Regions from separate parts of the Mus musculus genome. Here region 1 is linked to region 2. A link is a contact called in public Hi-C data. All regions are on one chromosome and are shown on one strand. Each heading gives the region's core, a stretch centred on a gene start, on an enhancer-like site or on the middle of the called end of the contact. The rest is flanking DNA. Distances are from core to core; before and after follow the strand shown. Region 1 overlaps Gm20755 (predicted gene, 20755). Region 2 overlaps Spata5 (spermatogenesis associated 5).

What was found. A called contact is a pair of places that touch in the nucleus more often than the background predicts.
Region 1: a Hi-C map of uterus shows a contact between it and region 2. The contact joins two enhancer-like sites. A contact is called at or near these places in 1 of 484 Hi-C or Micro-C datasets (uterus) and 1 of 9 other capture datasets (embryonic stem cells).

What each region holds. Positions count from the first base shown.
Region 1 is chr3:37,934,919-37,938,112 of GRCm38.p6, forward strand. Gm20755 (predicted gene, 20755) reads left to right here. Exons shown (of 4, transcript NR_040559.1): 2 at 438-526. Among named protein-coding and RNA genes, the nearest start is that of Gm20755, 38 kb to the left of the region's middle. Within about 2 kb of position 1,458, at least 54 of the 459 cell types and tissues checked have an H3K27ac peak or open chromatin away from gene starts, as enhancers often do. A contact at or near this core is called in uterus, where this site is marked.
Region 2 is chr3:37,555,207-37,558,749 of GRCm38.p6, forward strand. All of the region lies in intron 15 of Spata5 (spermatogenesis associated 5), which reads left to right. The region is part of intron 2 of Gm36412 (a long non-coding RNA gene); the gene reads right to left. Among named protein-coding and RNA genes, the nearest start is that of Gm36412, 45 kb to the right of the region's middle. Within about 2 kb of position 1,770, at least 58 of the 459 cell types and tissues checked have an H3K27ac peak or open chromatin away from gene starts, as enhancers often do. A contact at or near this core is called in uterus, where this site is marked.

The sequences.
Region 1 (3,194 bases), core at 208-2,707, 380 kb after region 2:
CAGAACACCACACTACAGGTTGCTCTCTCTGACTTGCACGTTGTGTAACTTCCTCCCTTCGGCAACACATTGATTCTCTGGCTGTAAATACTGCCTTCGACACAAGGTTAAAGCCGTGTGCTTGCAGCTTGGAGAGAGCAGAGGAGATAATGTCAACTTTAATTCCTGTGTTTTTCCAAACACAAAGATTAGGCCAAAGGTCACAAGTGGAAATGAAATAAAAATGGAAAACAGATGTTAGGAAGCCCACTGGTAATGGAAACACAAGAGGCAATGAAAGTTACTGAAAGGAAAACACAGCTAAAAACATGCACACAACCCAGAGAGCAGGGTCTCAGGGAGGTTTTGTTTTCATAACGATGTGTTTTAAAAAGCCCGACTTTTTAATATTTCCTACAGTGATTTAATTTCTTATACTTTTTTCCTTCCCTATCTAGAGGCAGAATTCAGCAGATGGCAGAAACCACCCTCTCCAATACCCTGAATAGTCAATGTACCCCAAGTATGCACACTGTCACAACCGGAGGTCAGTTGAAAGGGGACGTTTGTCTTCCAATTGGCAGGTTGCCACTTTCAAAGGTGCATCCATTCTTAAGCCAGCTTCCTGTTCAGCTCTGGGCCTGAGACCTGGGCGTCATCAGGGACAAGTCTGTTCTGGGAGAACAGCTGCTGGGGTGGAATTTCATTTAGATTACAATGCACGTCACAATTGTAGTTCTCTCTCTCTCTCTCTCTCTCTCTCTCTCTCTCTCTCTCTCTCTCTCTCTCTCTCTCTCTCTCCCTCTCTCTCTCTCTCTCTCTGTATTTAAAAGGAAGCTCTGTATTTTGGTGTGTGCTGACTTTTATAGTTGATCTCCAGCCAATAAAAAGAGGAAGATGTTAGAAAGTCAGTGGAAATACCTAACTCTATGTATGATATTTTGGAATGCTATAAACAAATACGCATCGGACATCTAGAAAGTACCCTGAGGCTTTTGCCTGTGTTATCTTTTAAAAAGTCAGACGAGTCATAAAACAAAAACAAAACCACATTGTAACATGGCTGAGAAAGTTCTAGCATTTAAAGTAAAACCAGAAAAGAAAGACAATTAAACACACACATCCCCCAGCTTGTCCTCCTACCCACAGGCTCCTAGGGAGCCTTCCTGGGGCTGCTGTGCGTCTTTCTGGCTAATATCGACCAACTGACTGAGGACGGCAAAGGGGAACTGGCACACCTTGGCGGCAGGTATGTAATTAAGAGGAGGTAATTAAGGATCATTGCTGGGTGCGCTGACAGCGGGCATGTAATTACGAAGGAAGAAGAATCAGAACAGGAGCCAGGACGTGAATGCCAAAGTATGCTCAGAAACCTGGACCCTAAAATCACTTCCTCTGTGGGAGGCAGGTCATTTCAGTCCTGTGCTTTAAGAGCTGTGCTGGCATGGACCAAGGATGAGCCCAGAAACGTTTGTGTCCGGCCTCGGCAGCCTTAGCAAATCATCTCGTCTTTTCATTGCTCATCCCTCCCTCCCAGACACGGTCCAAGACATTCCATTTTTATGTGCGTTTGTATTTTCTCAGGAACAGACACATTAACAGGATGGGTTTAACCATAGTTCAGTTTATTTACGATCCTCTGGTTAAATGTTAATAGCCTCAAGTCAAGGATCTAACGCAAGAATTTGGAGCCGGGGATTTTGCAGGCTGTATTTAGTGACCACTCAACAGCATTAATATCCAGCTGTTTATTTTATTTTGTTTTATTTCAAATCACACATGTGGAGGGGGTTGGGAGGTACATGCCCATGAGTGTAGGTGCCCAGTGGAGCCCAGAAGCTCATGTCAGTTTCCCTGAAGCTGGAATTACAGGTGGCTGTGAGATGCTTGACATGAGTCATGGCAACTGAAATCAGGTCCCCTTCGAGATCCGGAAGGATTCTTAACCACTGAGCCATCTCTCTAGCCTCTCTCCGGGTTATTGAATACTAGGCACCATTCTAAGGACTGCTGATGAGCTAATAATCCCTTTAATCCTTATGAGACCGATGCCTGGCAGTTTCTGTCAGTAGCATCCCCCTTCTTAAAGCGAACTTCTAGGCAGGGTAACATCACAGAATTTGCCCAAGGTCACATGTCTGATGAGTGGCTGAGTAGGGACTGACTCCTAAGTGTACTCTCCTGGCCACCATACTGTTTCTTTATCTTTTCACAGTTTCCATGAAAGTCCTTTTTTGACTATTTCCTACTGGGGGTCAAACTTGTTAGATTAGATTATTAGACTATTATTGCATGTCTATATGAGGGATGGAATTCCCCCCACCCCCAACTTCCTAAGTCATCTTAATGCACTGGATAAAGAGCTTGAGCTGCCACACACGCCATCTATTGTATGTTTGTGTGTGTGTGTGTGTGTGTGTGTGTGTGTGTGTGTGTGCTTGTGTGTTCCTTGTCAAGTCTTTCTGCTGGAGTATGGATAACCTATTGTCTCAAGTCATAGCCAAGCTCTGATGAGGTAGAATTCAAACTCTAATGTAAAAGTCAAGCGCTGATCGAAGATGCCTAACAAAGTTAGCATCTGCATCCTAGGAGTTAATGCATTCCGAGGGGGGAGGGGATGGGAAGCTCAGGGAGACTGGGAAACTCAGCTAAGGAGAAGCCAAGAGTCAGCACAGCATGAAGCAAAAACAAGCAAACAAACGAAGCGACACACCCCTGCATCCTCTCCACAGAGCCTGCAAAGCCAGAAGTTCACCGCACATTGGTCTTGCCTCAGACACCAGTAATCTTTATTAAGACATAACAACATTATTCCTCAATTGTCTTCTTCCGGTTGGCCAGCTGTGGCCACTGAAGGCAGATTAACCAGAACCTGATGGGTTTGAGCCCCTGTTCAACATTGCTGGCTAAATACCATAATTATACAGGGTGCTGAGGTGACGTTCATCTTATACTTAGACATGGTTCCAGATAAGTTCACCCGTCAGTCCTCAGTCCAAACTTTTAGCCTATAAGTTGTAGTGTGGGGTGGGGAGGAGGTGGGTGAGTGGAGGACTGGGGTACAGGAGAGGAGACAAGCCAACATAACAAAACAAAGAGCCCCAGGGGAAGTTAACATTTCAGAAGACAGGCAGCAGCTCCCAGGAATAGACTTTCAGAACTGTGGGGACCAGCCTTTCCCAGGTAGAGCAATTTCCATCCTCCAAAGCCAGAGC
Region 2 (3,543 bases), core at 520-3,019:
CAAAGACACTACTCCCTCTGACACTGTACAACACTTCCCTGCATTCCAAGGCATTTCCAGTGAGAAGACACAGTGGTGGATATGGGCAAGGTACCAAATTATGTAAGATACACCACTGTTATCTTGAACTATGAATTTTTTTTTTTTTTTTTGAGACAGGATTTCTCAGTGTGGCCCTAGCTGTCCTGGAACTCACTCTGTAGACCAGGCTGGCCTTGAACTCAGAGATCCACCTGCCTCTGCCTCCCAAGTGCTGGAAAGGTGTACGCCACAACAGCCTGGCTCGAATTATGAAATTCTTTTTTGTTGTTGTTTTTGTTGTTGTTGTTGTTGTTGTTGTTTTGGTTTTTTTTCGAGACAGGGTTTCTCTGTATAGCCCTGGCTGTCCTGGAGCTCACTTTGTAGACCAGGCTGGCCTCGAACTCAGAAATCCGCCTACCCCTGCCTCCCGAGTGCTGGGATTAAAGGCGTGCGCCACCACGCCCGGCTGAATTATGAAATTCTTATAACCAGTAAGTAGGGTCTCACCATGTAGCTGTGGCTGGTCTGGAACTTGTTATGTAGACCGATCTCGAACTAACATCTGCCTGTTGAGTGCTGGGATTAAACAGTGGTCTGTCACCAAACCCAGCTTATAACCACTTTTCACCTCAAATGATCTTAAGAATTCTAAACACCAGAGTTTAACCTCTAGTCTAAATACTTAATATGGTGATTATCAAAAAAAAAAAAAAAATCTGTACCCTGTGTTTATCCGCATCCATTAGGAAGTTGGGGGTGGGTCTTAAGTAGCACTGTCAAGAACAGTTCCAGTTTCTTTCCATTAGTACTGCTAAAAGTTATTTCAAGACCTCTATTCTCCGCTGGTTTAAGACAAGCATGCTGGGCAGGTCATGTCCCAGTTTTATCATGGAGGGGTGCCATGGTCACTCCTCAGAGGACTTCACGTATTCCTCATATGCTTCTTCAATCATCATTCATCTAGCTCTGAAGGGTCGCTCAGTGTCATCTTCATCAGCCAACCATCTTAACAGGATTTGTTGACGAGCCCTGGCTTTGCGGCAAGTGCTTCATTGACTTCAGTTACCTCTCCTGACAGAGGTGAGGAGAGCTCACTGGCAGCCTTCACTCTCTCCAAAGTACCAAACTCCTCTTGTTTTTTCAATTTTGTCCCCACTTCTGGCAGACTGCAGTAAACAACATCTCTCAAAGCTTCCTATGCAAACTTGCTGATTCCCATCGTTCCAATACCTTCCTCTGTTGTTATCCATTCATGTTTCTCTGTGAATTTATGCATTACAGCAAAGCAGATCCAGTGTGCTGTGAGCCAGAAGGCCAGGGCAGTGCTCAGGCTGCAGGCATAGCCCACAGGCTCCTTGACACTCCCAGCAACATGATCTGAGGTCCGGAGGGTAACTGTGCTCCTCCTCCGCCACCAGGCTGGTGGGGCCACCTTTTTATTTTTTTAGCAGTGCTTTCAATTACAGTGAAATGTATTTGTGAGTCTGTAGTAAGTGCTCAGGGAAGTTCTTGTCTACCTCCCTCCCTGTGGCTTCCTTCCCTCTCTCTGTCTTCTAAGTAGGATTTCTAAGGCAGTGTCTTTTCCCCAGCATGTGTTTGTTTTCAAGGTGGGAGTTAGATCCAGATACAGCCTTTCACGTCCATGGAAAGTTGTGTGTTAGTATGTGGTCTCATTTTTAACGTACTTGCAGACGTCCTAGTTATCTGAGATCACTTTCACATGGACTGAGGTTAAGCTTTATTTCTTTTGGCTTGTCCCTCCCTCAGCAGACACTTCCTCTTTGCCTTGAAAGGACAAAACGATGTTCAGCTGTCTGGGCTTGGGCCCAGTATTTGATTTATACATTATTTAATTTCCTCCTGAAAATTGGAAGCAGGACTCTTAGGAATGGAAGTGAGTAGTTTTCGTTTGTTTAAGAACACTTTTAGATTTAATATAATCAGTAGAAGATGTCAGCATGATTGGGGGCGACTTAAGGTGAAACAAATAAAGTTAATACAAAAGAAGGGTACTTGACAGTAGAGAAGAGCTGAGGTTTCTGCATCACTTCTGGGTTGTCTTCCCCACACTGGGGGATGTGCTCTTTAGGCTCCCTCTGACTTGGGTTACAGTTGCAGTTACAGAGCAGTTCCTCAGAACCACTACTCTACCTATCTCCACAACAACAAATGCCACTATGTGAATGCCAGAATGAAATTTCTATGTTATGAATTCAGGAATTTAAAAATCAACTCTAGAAATAACATTTTGTGCTTCATGGCCACTTTGGGGCAGTTTATTCCTCTGGCCATGCTACTGTGAGGTTACACAGTCTTCCTCTTCACTGGCAATGGCTGCCTGCGCTGCCTCACTGGGCACTGTTGATCTGTCTCACTGGAGCTCTTTTGTCCTTGTAACAAGCCCAAGCTTTAGTCTCCCTGTTCTTCTCAGTGCCGTCTGCCAGATAGCCCTTTGCTTCATGATCCTTTCTTTCCTCTTTCATACAGATTCCATTCTCCAGTATGGAGATAAGCTTAAATGTTTCCAAGGTTGCTTCTTGGACCTCTTCTCTCCCTGGTGTTTTCAGACTTTTAGCATTGTGTAACAACATTGTCATCTACAAAGTTCACACTTGAGAACTGCTGGGTCACTTTACAAAAACGGAATAGCTGAGGCTGGGGAGATAGGAGAAGCTGAGCTCAGTTCCTTGGCCCTTGTGGTAAAAGTAGATTCAGTAGTGATGCTTCGTCTGTAACCCCAGGACTGAGGAGGCAGAGACCAGTGGAGTTGATTGGGCAGCCAGGCTAGCTGATTGGTGAGCTCCAGGTTCCTTGAGAGATCCTATCTCAAAAAATAAGGTGGAGAGCAATTGAGGAAGACATATACAATGTGCATCATGTACATGCTTCTCACACAAGCTTGCAAACACCACACACAAAAAGTAGAAATATTTTAAAATTTAAACCATTGAGCCCATTCATAGCTTTCTTTGGCTACGTGTCACTCTTCAACCACAGGTCAGACACACCAGTGTCAATACTACAGTGTAGACACACCAGTGTGGCTGCTTATCTTTTCTGACTGCCAGAGCCTGAGAAGCTTAGAGAGCTGCAAACAAGCATAGTTGGAAAACTACTTCGGTCCTGTCAGGCTGCTTTTGACCCCTTTGAAGGTAGTCTGTCCTTTGCTACTTCTGTCTTTACAAAGACCAACTTTGCAGAATACCACCTGCACATCATGATGGTCCTTAAGTTCAGGCCCTAAAGTCTGATGTTGCTCAGCACCCAGCACCTGCCTTCTCATCTAGCTCAGGGCTGTCTGGTGGACTAAGTAGAGAATAGTCACTGTAGTTGGGCATCTAAACCCAGAGCTGCCATTTAACTTTTGTATGATTTAGGGCAGTCTGTTCAAACCAATTAAAATTTAGTTTGTCGGTTTTCATTTATCAATTTCGGTTTTATTGGGAGATAACTTCTTGCTGGTTTATTGGGAAGTTGATGAAAGCCCTGGGCCCTTCAGACTCCTCAGCACCTTTCACATCG